Linked DNA regions of Hordeum vulgare: region 2 is linked to region 1. A link is a contact called in public Hi-C data. All regions are on one chromosome and are shown on one strand. Each heading gives the region's core, a stretch centred on a gene start, on an enhancer-like site or on the middle of the called end of the contact. The rest is flanking DNA. Distances are from core to core; before and after follow the strand shown. Region 1 holds the start of LOC123452941 (peptidyl-prolyl cis-trans isomerase CYP22). Region 2 holds the start of LOC123452946 (ADP-ribosylation factor).

Evidence for each region. A called contact is a pair of places that touch in the nucleus more often than the background predicts.
Region 2: a Hi-C map of seedling shows a contact between it and region 1, with 2.3 times the contacts expected there. The contact joins the promoter of LOC123452946 here to the promoter of LOC123452941 in region 1. A contact is called at or near these places in 2 of 6 Hi-C or Micro-C datasets (leaf and seedling).

Annotation. Positions count from the first base shown.
Region 1 is chr5H:558,983,868-558,990,168 of MorexV3_pseudomolecules_assembly, reverse strand. It overlaps LOC123452941 (peptidyl-prolyl cis-trans isomerase CYP22), which reads left to right and starts at 2,284. Exons shown (of 7, transcript XM_045129686.1): 1 at 2,284-2,593; 2 at 2,696-2,719; 3 at 3,158-3,245; 4 at 3,672-3,764; 5 at 4,487-4,519; 6 at 4,750-4,806; 7 at 4,973-5,343. The coding sequence starts at 2,403. The coding sequence ends at 5,083. It overlaps LOC123452942 (splicing factor 3B subunit 6-like protein), which reads right to left and starts at 2,094. Exons shown (of 1, transcript XM_045129687.1): 1 at 1,391-2,094. The coding sequence starts at 1,993. The coding sequence ends at 1,604. It overlaps LOC123452943, which reads left to right. Exons shown (of 2, transcript XM_045129688.1): 2 at 1-217. The coding sequence ends at 21.
Region 2 is chr5H:559,198,473-559,204,357 of MorexV3_pseudomolecules_assembly, reverse strand. It overlaps LOC123452946 (ADP-ribosylation factor), which reads right to left and starts at 3,053. Exons shown (of 7, transcript XM_045129692.1): 1 at 2,886-3,053; 2 at 2,358-2,550; 3 at 1,494-1,564; 4 at 1,181-1,300; 5 at 962-1,080; 6 at 658-739; 7 at 272-539. The coding sequence starts at 2,505. The coding sequence ends at 534.

The DNA.
Region 1 (6,301 bases), core at 1,035-3,534:
TTCAAGAATGGCGACAAGTAAACAGATGATGAATACTAGCTAGTCGCTGTTTTGATATCAAGTGGAGTTTCCAGTTGAGGAATTCCTGTAACGAAAATAGAATATAATCGTGTATCCGATGTCATTGGTTAAACTGTTCGTTTCATGGAATAATATTGGCATACACTTTACTCTATCCCTTGATATGTTTGATTCAAACAGAGCCGCTTCGACTTAACTCTCCTGGCCCATCTTGCTGAATATGTTCATCTTATTCTCGCTGGATTGCTAATAATACCAGTGTGTGCCACCTGTATGTTGCATCAAGAGTTGCTGAAACCTAAAGAAAGAGGACTATGTTGTGTATTTCCCTCTCTCTCTTTTGTTGTTGAAATAAATGCCCATTTTCTGTTGTTGAAGAACTTAAACAACAGAAACTCTTTTCATCTTCTGAAACTATAGTGATAGCCAAAACTCCCGTTAGCACTCTCAGGCAAACAAACTATGAAATGTACATGTGTGATTTTTGGAGGCAAACATGCTATGTTTACCAACCTCAGAAAATCTAGTAGACATCTATTCTATTCAAGCAAATTGGGATCAGGCCTCTTTACACAAACCAAATAGACAGTACAATTCCCCAAATACACAAGTTCAAGCATACCCCAAGATCATACTCTGTAAATTTAAGAAACGGCCATCCCACAATGAACATGACAGATCCAAATAGCTAGAGGAAAGTGGGCTTGAACTAGACCAGACATATCGCTTAAGAAACCCATGAAAACACTTAGGGCTCCTTTGATACAAAGGAATTTCATTGAATTTTTGAGAATTTGGATCCTTAAGATTTTTTCCTACGATGGCCGTTTGATTCGTAGGATTGAAATCCTTTGGAATTTTTTCATAGGATTCATTTGTACTACATTTTGAAGGAAAATTTTCATCCACTCAAACCTCTTTGTAAAAAAAAATTGTTTTTCCTATGCTATCAAACACACTTCCAAATTCTGTAGTGTAGAAAAGGACGTGCCACTCTATTCCTATGTTTTTTCTATTCCTGCATTTTGAGAATCCTACGAATCAAAGAGGCCCTAATACTCCGTCCGTTCCTAAATATTAAAAAGACAAATATTTAGGAGCAGAGGAAGTACTACATAGCAGCAAGTTTGCATAGCACAATCAGCACTAGCAAACCATAAAGTAAAATCACATAGCATGAGCATTAACAAAGAGGCTACACTGGATACACCCCTCTTTAACAGATCACTGACATCCACTGTAATTTGTATCATCAAGCAACACAGACCCTCGCTATACCACAAATTTGGTTGTCTAAATAGAATTCAGGTGCTCCATGTATCTGAACAATCATGCGCATATCAAAAATTCCAAGCGAACACTAGGATCATTGACATCCACAGCATAGATATTACTACTTACTAATTGAAGTACCAAATTCAAGTTACATCAAAACACAGGACAAATGCTATCAATCGAATCAGGTTCATCATCGATACCGAACCACCGCAAACAAAACATACCGCGGCCAAGCACAGATTACAGACAGTTTCTGTCGACGATTTCTAAACTAAACACGGAGCAGCACATCTGCTGGGTAGGATCAGGCGTCGTTGGCGGAGGGGGTCTTGGATCCGATGCCGTACTTCTCCTGGAGCCTGGTGATCTCGTCCTCCTTCTTCTTGATGTCCGTCTTCTTGGACATCTTGTTGAGCTGCGAGTAGAGCACGATGAGGTAGCGGTTGGCGACGTTGAAGCCCGAGAGGTGGTCGACGGCGTTCTTGGCGTCGTAGATGTCCTCGTACACCACGTACGCCGTCCCCCGCGTGTCCTTGGCGTTGCCCAGCCGGATCTGCCGGATGGCCCCGTACTTGCCGAAGATGTCGTACATCTCCTCGCTCGAGATGTTGAACGGCAGGTTCCGCACGAACAGCGCCCTGTTCACCTCCGGCGGCAGCCTCGCGTTCCCCTTCCTCAAGCTCGCCGCCGCCATCTCCGCCGCCGCCGCCGCCTAGGGTTTGGTTTCGGTCTGGTTGGGGGCTCGGTTGGTGTCTGGTCGAAAACTCCAAATCGATTTGGGGGTAGCTTCTTTCCTCCTCTCCTCTCCTCCTTATTAAGGGTGGAGATACCTTTCTTACCGACTTCGGAACGGATAGCCGGCTGACGCGTGGCCCCGGTGACCGACTCCGGGCCCACATGGCGGTGAGACGGATCTTAGCCGACGTGTCTCGAACGTTCGGGACGCTCGTCTCTCTGGCACGAATCTTGGCGCATATTGGCCCGCCTCCGTCCTCCTAGCGCGCCGCCGGCCTCTCCCTCTCGAACTCGAGGCTTCTTTTGCCCCCCCTCGGCTCCCGAACCTTCCAGAAGCTTCCACGACCTTACCTCGAGCGCCGACAGGCATGGCGTCAGCCATCTCCGCGGGGCCTACGCCGCCGGCCCCGGCGCCGGCGTCGGTGGAGTGGCACCAGCGGCCGCCGAACCCGAAGAACCCGGTGGTGTTCTTCGACGTGACCATCGGCTCCATCCCGGCCGGCCGCATCAAGATGGAGCTCTTCGCCGACCTCGTCCCCAAGACCGCCGAGAACTTCAGGTAGCCGCGCCCTCGCCGCCCCACCCTTAAACCCTAGGTTCCGTTTGATTTATCGCTTCTGCTGCTGACGGATCTCTGCTCTGTTTGTTCTTTTTGTTGCAGGCAGTTCTGCACTGGCGAGTACAGGTGAGAATTAGATGTATGCCCGGCGATTGGTTATCGTGATTGCCGATAGTATGCTTATTTCTGAGGCTAATTCTGCAACCCTGAATTCCTTTCTGACTTGAACATTTACCTTCCTTGTGTGAGTGTTGCTTAAGTTTGTGTTTGTGTGTATCATGGGTAACTTTGTTGAATGCTTTCTCCTTTTGCACATTTGATTGAATGTTTTTTTAAATATGTAATTAGTACTTCTTACATTGATAGTCATCACATAGGTGCGAACATAAACAGTTTGACTGTTCCTTTTCTTAGCGGGCAGTGGTTGTTATTTGCTTCATTCAGGACACTGTAAATAAAACAATAACTGGCAACTGCAAGTCTGCAATTTTGGATGGTTGCATACTTGCATTAGTAGCTTTATTTGGTGTGCAGCTATGCTTAATTTCAACATGCTGATTGCAGGAAGTCAGCTATTCCACAGGGGTATAAGGGTTGTCAGTTCCATCGAGTGATCAAAGATTTCATGATTCAGGGAGGTGACTTCGTAAAGGTTTGTGCCATACTGTTGCTCAATGCATCAACAACATAAATTAACATAATCTTTTAGGCATGCTGTTTTGGACTGTGGCATTTATGTGCATTGATGCAACTTGACTTGAGCTATTGAATTATTTGGTAAAATGGTGCATCTTGCTTTGAGCCTCTATGGCTTATTACAATTTAGTTTTGAGTGACCAACTGTTCCTGAGTAATTTGTGCTCAGAACTGAAGGGTTTGTTTGGTGTAAACTAAAGTTCCTTCATGTCCTGTAGGGTTTGTTTGGTGTAAACTAAAGTTCCTTCATGTCCTGTAGGGTTTGTTTGGTGTAAACTAAAGTTCCTTCATGTCCTGTAGGGTTTGTTTGGTGTAAACTAAAGTTCCTTCATGTCCTGTAGGGTTTGTTTGGTGTAAACTAAAGTTCCTTCATGTCCTGTAGGGTGATGGTAGTGGATGCATATCAATATATGGTACCAAATTTGATGATGAAAATTTCATTGCGAAGCATACTGGTCCTGGCCTGCTCTCCATGGTATTCTTCTCTCTATCTCATTTTCCTAATTGAAACTATTGTCAGATGTTACTTTGCTAATGCCATGTTCATTTGCAAGAGATCTACTGCTTGGCCTAATGTCTTAGTTATGTTTGTATAAAATTTCCTTCCACTCCATGTATTTTGTATATTTTCCTTTTTTATCAGGTCTCTGATGTACCTTCTCCTTCTGTATGGGACTTCTGCTCACTGAGTGACCAGAATATATGCTCAAATTAGCAAACCTCTTTTATTATGGCGGCCTTCAAATGGTGTACATAATTATTGAGATACGGTGCACAATATAAAGTGAATGATCTAAATTTGGCATTTTAGGTGGTCACTTTCAACATTTGTAGTAGGCTAGGTTAGGTTTGACCTACATCAAAACGGACTGGGGCAATCTCATGGCAATGCATTATTTTAATTCATGGTGAATGGTGATGTGTTTCCAGATCTCTTTTATGGAGTATTGATTTCTTAATCCTCGTGGGTGCCTTTTTCTCATGGTTACTTAAAAAGAAGCATCCACCTTGGGCTTACTATTTAGCTGGTTTTACACTAGAATAGTTCTGTTTTAGTTTAAATGGCTACTAGTGTTTCGTTTTCTTTTCTCAGCAGTGTGTTGCACAATGATAAGGGATATTCATTAATTTGTTTAAGAAATATTTTATTAAATCCCATCTTATATGGATCTAAATGTATGTTAATTTATTTTTCAGGCGAACAGTGGAGCTAACTCTAATGGATCTCAGGTACTTTCATCTTTTAAACTATTATTTCTTTTCATTTCAGCATGATCTGAATGTGTGCTATGTTACCAATTTGTTGTGATGTTATAGTGGTGTTGTTCTTATCTGCTCATATCTGGACTTGCCCTTTCTTGTCTATACCACCAATCTCCTTTCACATATTTTCCAGTTAGATTTTACTGTATATATCTTCTAGAATAACGAAATCTTATTTTCTACCATCTGCTTTGCAGTTCTTTTTAACTTGTGCAAAGTGTGAATGGCTAGACAACAAGCACGTGGTTTTCGGGGTAAGAGGTGCTTAATTTTAATGCATCATTATTTGGTACCAGCATCACCTATTACAGTTCACAAGTAAATGTATCCTTGTGTGCTAAACTGTAAGCTGCCCTCTGCCTTTCAATGGCAGTACTACATGGGTTTATAACTAACTAATGCCTTGTTATGCCATCTCAGAGGGTGCTGGGAGATGGTCTGCTCGTGCTGCGGAAGATTGAGAACGTGGCGACTGGGCCAAACAACCGTCCGAAGCTTGCCTGCGTCATAAGTGAGTGCGGCGAGATGTAGCTTGCTTCTCAAGCACGGCATATCCTAGCGCTGCCTTGACGTTGATGAAAGTACTGAATCACTGGAAACAGATTGGAGACTTAGAGCATTGCTGCATTAGTCTACTTATTGCGACTTTGTGAGCATGCGGAATTTGGACTCTGACAAACTGGCAACATGTCTCTGTATGAGCCAATGCTGTAGAGCCTTTAAAAAACATGTATCGTGTTGAATAATGTTGGAAGCACGAGATATATGACCCATGTGGTTTGATGGCTTCACTGCTGCTAATGTGTTGAATATGGAACCCCCAATTTGTCGTTCATCCAACCACACTTGCTATGATATTACAACCCGCTCCACACAGTTTTATTTTTCTTCTCTATTCTACAGTGATCCAGGATGAACTGTTCCGGAGCATAACAAAACGAACATGTCTGCGGTACCAGGAACAAAGTCCAGTAGAGTCCAGTAGAGAAATATATCCATAGAGTCATTGTCAATATATATCGACGGAATGCAAAGTGGGCTGCCACGAACAAACGAAATAAGGTATTCTATCAGAAGTGATGATGGATATGTGCAAAAGAAAAGAAAAATGTGATGATGGATGTCCTCGTCACCACATCATGAGGTGGTCAAACCGCAGATTGCAGCATGAACTAATCAGCCCCAAAATCCTCGGCGCCCATGGCTGCTGTGAGTACGTGTGTCGGTGTTCTGCCACCACGTCGTGCACGGTGCACCACCTCGAACCAGCGTGCATGCCGTCACGTCGCGCTCGCTCGCTCGGGTTTAAACCCTCCGAGGACTCGCTGCCGTCTCATTTCCCGCGCCCCGGCTCGCCACACCATGCCGCGCACGACGCCGTCGAGCCCGCTGTCCCGCGCGACGCCGCCGCGCTCGCCCTCGGCGGCGAGCCGGCTGGCCGTCGCGCCGGCGTCCCCGACCACCCCGCAGTGCGCCATCCCGGCCTCCCCGCGCACGCCGCCGGCGCCGGCTGCCAGGGCGTCCACCCCGCCGCCGACCACGCCGCGCACGCCGCGGCCGGAGATCACGCTCAAGGAGCCGTCGTCGGCGTCGCAGGAGAAGCGCGCGGCCGCGGCCGTCCGTGGCCCGCCGTCGCGCGCGCTCCGCGCCATCCGCGCGCTGCTCCGCTCCTTCCCCATCATCGCGCCGGCCGCGTGCCGCCCGGCGTCGGCCCTCCCCAGGCGCCACGGCAAGCCGCACGACGGCCAC
Region 2 (5,885 bases), core at 1,804-4,303, 210 kb before region 1:
TTGCCTTTGAGCAGCTCCATGCATTTCCTGATCAAAGTAACGTGAAACGCATATCATACTACTTCGCCAAGGTCTACCATCTCACTCCAGGGAGCGCATTCATCAGCCCCACCACCATGGCCATCACCTGTGGCATGGTGTGGTGTGAGTGTGAGGTTGAAGAAGACCGCACTTACAACATTGTGTTCGCCCAGCCGAGTGCTATAAACAAATGCGCAAATAAAAGTGGAGCGGTGCTGAATATATACATGCATAGATAGATAGACAGATAGATGCTTGAACACTTATTACGAAATTGAACAGGACTCTCTTTAGCTGTTTACTTCAGAAACATCTTAGGGCTCAAAATACAATAAAACAATAGTATGACAGTGAAACCACAGCCGGAGCTCGGTAACTGTTGATCTCAGGAAAATACACAGTACATACGGGAATAGCATAGCACCATCCCATCCCAACACAATCCCTAGGTACCCGGTGATTGAATCATCCATCCAAAGCGCTCCTAGCTCTTTCAAAATCTTGACGAAAATTTAGGACTGCAAGCACACGTTAAAATGGACGAGATTAATAGACCGACAAAGAAGCCTGTCATTAATTTTGCACATGGAGAAGAGGATGTTTTGCAGTCCGCTGACAAGGAAAATCTAGGCATACCTTGTTGGCAATGTTGCTGGACAGCCAGTCCAGGCCTTCATACAGTCCCTCCCCTGTTGTAGCACAAGTGCTCTGGATGTACCTGCAAACAAGAACAGCAATTCATCAAGTTGTCTGCTGTATTACCAAAGCAATATGCATTACCAAGCCAAATGGCAGACAGGAATTTCATCTTCTTCACACAAACAAGAAATTATATGGGTTAGTTGGGGGGGATTGAGCCAGTTATAATGACACAAGGATGACAGTCATATCTATCTTAAAATACAGAAAAGACAAGCAAGGGAAGTCTGCGTATGGCTACCAGTGTCGCTGGCGAAGGGAGTGCAGGCCAAGCTTATCAGTGATCTCAGCAGCATTCATGGCATTTGGAAGATCTTGCTTGTTAGCAAACACAAGCAGCACAGCATCACGTAACTCATCCTGCAGCCAGTGAACATGTGAACTGTGAGCACTCAAAATCACCAGGACAAAGTACAACAAGTATTGAAGATGGGACCCGTTGTAGAGTGTAAGAATTTACCTCATTCAGCATCCTGTGGAGCTCATCCCTTGCTTCAACAACACGGTCCCTATCGTTGCTGTCAACAACAAAGATGAGACCCTGCGTGTTCTGGAAGTAATGCCTCCACAGTGGCCTGATCTGTTTTTACAAACATGGCTAAACATTAGCCCCCATTTTAACAAAAAGATGTGTGACAAATTCAGATAAGGAATATACGGGCCTATATTGTTCCATAGTAGATTAGAAATTTGTGAGATACTAGTACATGATCCATGGCAGGTGGAGTACAAAATAATTCAGTTCAATGGTGCAGAGTACGTTATCTATGTACCTTGTCCTGACCCCCGACATCCCAGACAGTGAAGCTGATGTTCTTGTACTCCACAGTTTCAACATTGAACCCTGTATTTGGAGGCAAGACACTTTTGAGAAAAATAGAGAAAACATGTTGCAGATTAACAAACGTCCAAATCTGACCTTTAGTATATAACATAATTTGCATGAAAGAACAAGACAGTCTTGCCTTTTAGCGCAATCCATAAAATGCACACGAGGATATTATACTGGCAAATACTATCATCCAATGACATACGAAGCAAGCGGTCAATTTTAAAAAGGCAATATTCAGTCAACTTCGGTGTGTTTTGAGATAGGGTAGCTAGCTGGTTGTAGTGGCTTTTAATTACTCACTGGATGCTCCAAAACTGCGTGAGCGTTACTATCAATGACTTCCTGTTGGCATATAGGCATTTGTTTGTTACTATCAATGACTTCCAGTTAGCATATAGGCATTTGTTTAAAGGGAAATTTGACCATACCAAAGTAACCAAAACTTCACAAAAGGACATCTAGCTCAGGATCAATTTTCTTATGTTCACATGGTTAAAAAATATGGACCAACTGGTAAATCTGAGACTTGTGTGTAGTTTTGTAAATATATCTCTATGAACAAAGGTGCACCAATCGTGACCTGTACAGAGATCCTAATGAACAGAAACTCCCTAAACATTGGTAGCTTCAAATTGATACTGTAGCTGTTTTTTCTTGGCCAAACTTGTGTCTGAAAATAGCACCTGCCGGGATCACATTGCCAAGCATTTGCATGTTCCGCTACAGATTCGCAACATAAGGAAAAAAAACTGGTATAAATAAATAGGCATGTATCACGCGATGCGCGCGCGGGATCGGTGCTCACCGATGGTGGGGATGGTGGTGACGATCTCGCCGAGCTTGAGCTTGTAGAGGATGGTGGTCTTTCCGGCTGCGTCGAGACCCACCATCAGGATCCGCATCTCCTTCTTGGCGAACAGGCGGCTGAACAGCTTGGTAAACGTGAGCCCCATCTCCTCTCCTCCCGCGTAGGTGCTCTTCCTCTCGGTTTGTCTCTCCTGCAACACAGAATCACGATCCCCACGGGTCAGACGGAGTCCCATTTCGCTAGATCTACACGCGGCGCGCCAGATCCGGGCCCCAACCGAACGGCCGCGGGATCACCGATCGCCATGCGCCCGGCCCCGCGATCTGCGCGCCGGGCACGGGATCCGCGGGCGGATCCAGCGCGCGGCGAGGACACGTCGGTGCGGGATTGGGCATGGATCCCTACGAGATCTACCGAACCGGCGACCCGCTCGGCGTGATCCACCGCCAGGACGGACGGATCTCGCGAATGGAGGAAGGGAGGGAGGGAGGGAGATGGGGTGGATCCGGGGCGGGGGTCGCTCACCTGATCGGAGGAACCGCTCGATCCGCGGTGGGTTCGCCGGCGCCGGAGCCGGAGAAGGGGGGCGGAAACAGGGGGTCGCGAGAGAGAAGGGGGGAGAGAGTGGCCAGGCGTTGGGGCCTGCGGCGTCGTATTTAAGCGACGCGAGGGAGGAGAGCCAGCGCTTTGTGTTGTACGGGTCGCGTCGGTTGAACGCGTCTCGCTCTATCGACACCTTTTCCATTGCCACAACAATTATTTTGCCATGGGATATCCACGATGGTAAGAGCATGTTCAATGATGTTATATGGATACAGATGTTTTATAATAAAATGTAGATTAAGGTATTTATATTGAAGATACCAGCAATGTGACTCATTAAAAAATAAAAATAAAGATTTTAATACACATGCATCTATACTTTTCATTCTAACTTTTTCAGTTTTTTACATCGGATCACATTTTTTCTCTCCAAGCACTCGCCTAGTGCAAAGATCCCGCTTCTTTATTCGAACATACTTTTCCTGACATCCAATCCGATATGACATACGAGGCATCATCGTGAGACTATGCATTGTACATGCCCTAAGAGCAAATGCAACACCCCGATCCAAACACACGACGATTTTGTCCGTTTTTTGTCCGTTTGGGTCTGTCATTCGCTTGGTGTCCGCACAATTTAAGATTTGGATCGACGGTGCGTCCAACACCCGCGACCCATTTTATATCCGCACACACATTTGAAAAGGCCCGCGGTCGTAGATCAAGCCTACGATCATGTCGTCGCCCAAAGTTCATGTCGACACCATGCCAGCGGCCGACATATAATGCCAGCTTCAGAAAACACCACACAGTTCATGCTGGCGCGTTTGCCAGCGACTAACATACATGCGAGCACACAAAAAGGGACGGGAGTTCGACCACGCCATCACGATCGTGGTCATGCGAGCACACTTGCCAACATACAAAAAGGATGGCGCTCGCCGCCATAGATATCACTCATCGTTGAACTTGAGCATGTCGGACTGCATCTTCTCGAACCACGGCCTCTTCCTTGGCGACACGGTGTTGAGATCCACCTTCATGATCTCCACTCCCGTCATCATGCTAGCGAGTGCCACTTCTTTCGCCTTGGTCTCGGCATTGGCGGCCTCGATCTCTAGCATCTTGGCTTGCTCCTCCGCCTCCATCTCAAGCATCTTGGTTTGCTTCTCCGCCTCCATCTCAAGCATCCTCCTTTGAATCTCCATGAAGGCGTTCATTTGCTCTTCCTTGTCTTGTCGGCGCTTCTCCTCCCTTGAATCCTTCTTGGTCATCATGCCCTTCACAGTTGCGATCAAGGTGATCGACGCTGCATCCCGCTTATCCTCCTTCTTGGAGTTGGTCTTTCCCCATGGTCGTGGATTCTCACCCTCCCCAACCTCCTCCACGGCTTCCTTCTCCCTTGCATTGTGAGGGTAGGAAAGGGGAGCCGGGGCGCTGGAGCTTTGGGAGCAGGGAATGGCGATAGTGCGCGAGATTGCTACTTCTCAAACAACAACGCCAGAAATTGACACGTTGACGGAGATTGGGCTTGCGTTGGTTTTCCCTTGAAGAGGAAAGGGTGATGCAACACAGGAGCAGTAAGTATTTCCCTCAGTTTGAGAACCAAGGTATCGATCCAGAAGGAGGGTCTCATCAAGTTCAGAGTACCTGCGCAAACACAAACAAGCTTGCACCCAACACTTCAAAGGGTTGTCAATCCCTTCAAGATTGTTTGCAAAGTGAGATCTGAAGGCGGAAAGTGCAACGAAGTAAAAAGTGTAAGGTTGAAGATATGGTGTGCAGTAGACCCTGGGGGCCATAGTGTTCACTAGAGGCTTCTCTCAAAATAGCAAGTATTATGGTGGGTGAACAAATCACTGTCGAGCAATTGATATAACCGCGCAAAGTCATGACGATATCTAAGGCAATGATCTAGCATATAGGCATCACGTCCGAGACAAGTAGACCGATACTTTCTGCATCTACTACTATTACTCCATACATCGACCGCTATCCAGCATGCATCTAGTGTATTGAGTTCATGACGAACAGAGTAACGCTTTAAGCAAGATGACATGATGTAGAGGGATAATCTCAAACCAATGATGAAAACCCCATCTTTTCACCCTTGATGGCAGCAACAAGATACGTGTCTCGCTACCCCTTCTGTCACTGGGTGAGGTCACCGCACGATATGAACCCAAAATCAAGCACTTCTCCCATTGCAAGAATCATAGATCTAGTTGGCCAGACAAAACCCACAACTCGAAGAGAATTACAAGGATATGAAATCATGCATAAGAGAGATCAGAAGAAACTCAAATAAGATTCATAGATAATCTGATCATAAATCCACAATTCATCGGATCTCGACAAACACACCGCAAAAGAAGATTACATCGGATAGATCTCCATGAAGATCATGGAGAACTTTGTATTGAAGATCCAAGAAAGAGAAGAAGCCATCTAGTTACTAGCTATGGACCCGTAGGTCTATGGTGAACTACTCACGCATCATCAGAGAGGTCATGGTGTTGATGGAGAAGCCTTCCGTGTCCGAATCCCCCTCCGGCAAGGCACCAGGACATGCCCCAGATGGGATCTTGCGGAGACAGAAGCTTGCGGCGGCGGAAAAGTGATTACGATGCTCCCCTGATTTTTTTGGGAATATTTGGGAATTTATAGGCACAAGATCTAGGTCAGGGGACCTCCAGGGGGCCCACAAGCCTACATGGCGCCCCCCTGGCCGCGGGGTGGGGGCTTGTGGGGCCCCTGAGGCTCTTCTGGCTTGGCTCCCAAGTCCCCCGATCTTCTTCCGTTCCAGAAAAAATCTTTTCGGGGATTTTCTTCCGTTTGGACTTCGTTTCAAAATCTCCTCTGAAAGGGGTAAAAACATGAAAAAAACCAGGAACTTGCACTTGGCACTGAACTAATAAGTTAGTCCTAGAAAATAAATAAAAGGCATGCAAAACATCCAAAGTTTGACAAGATAATAGCATG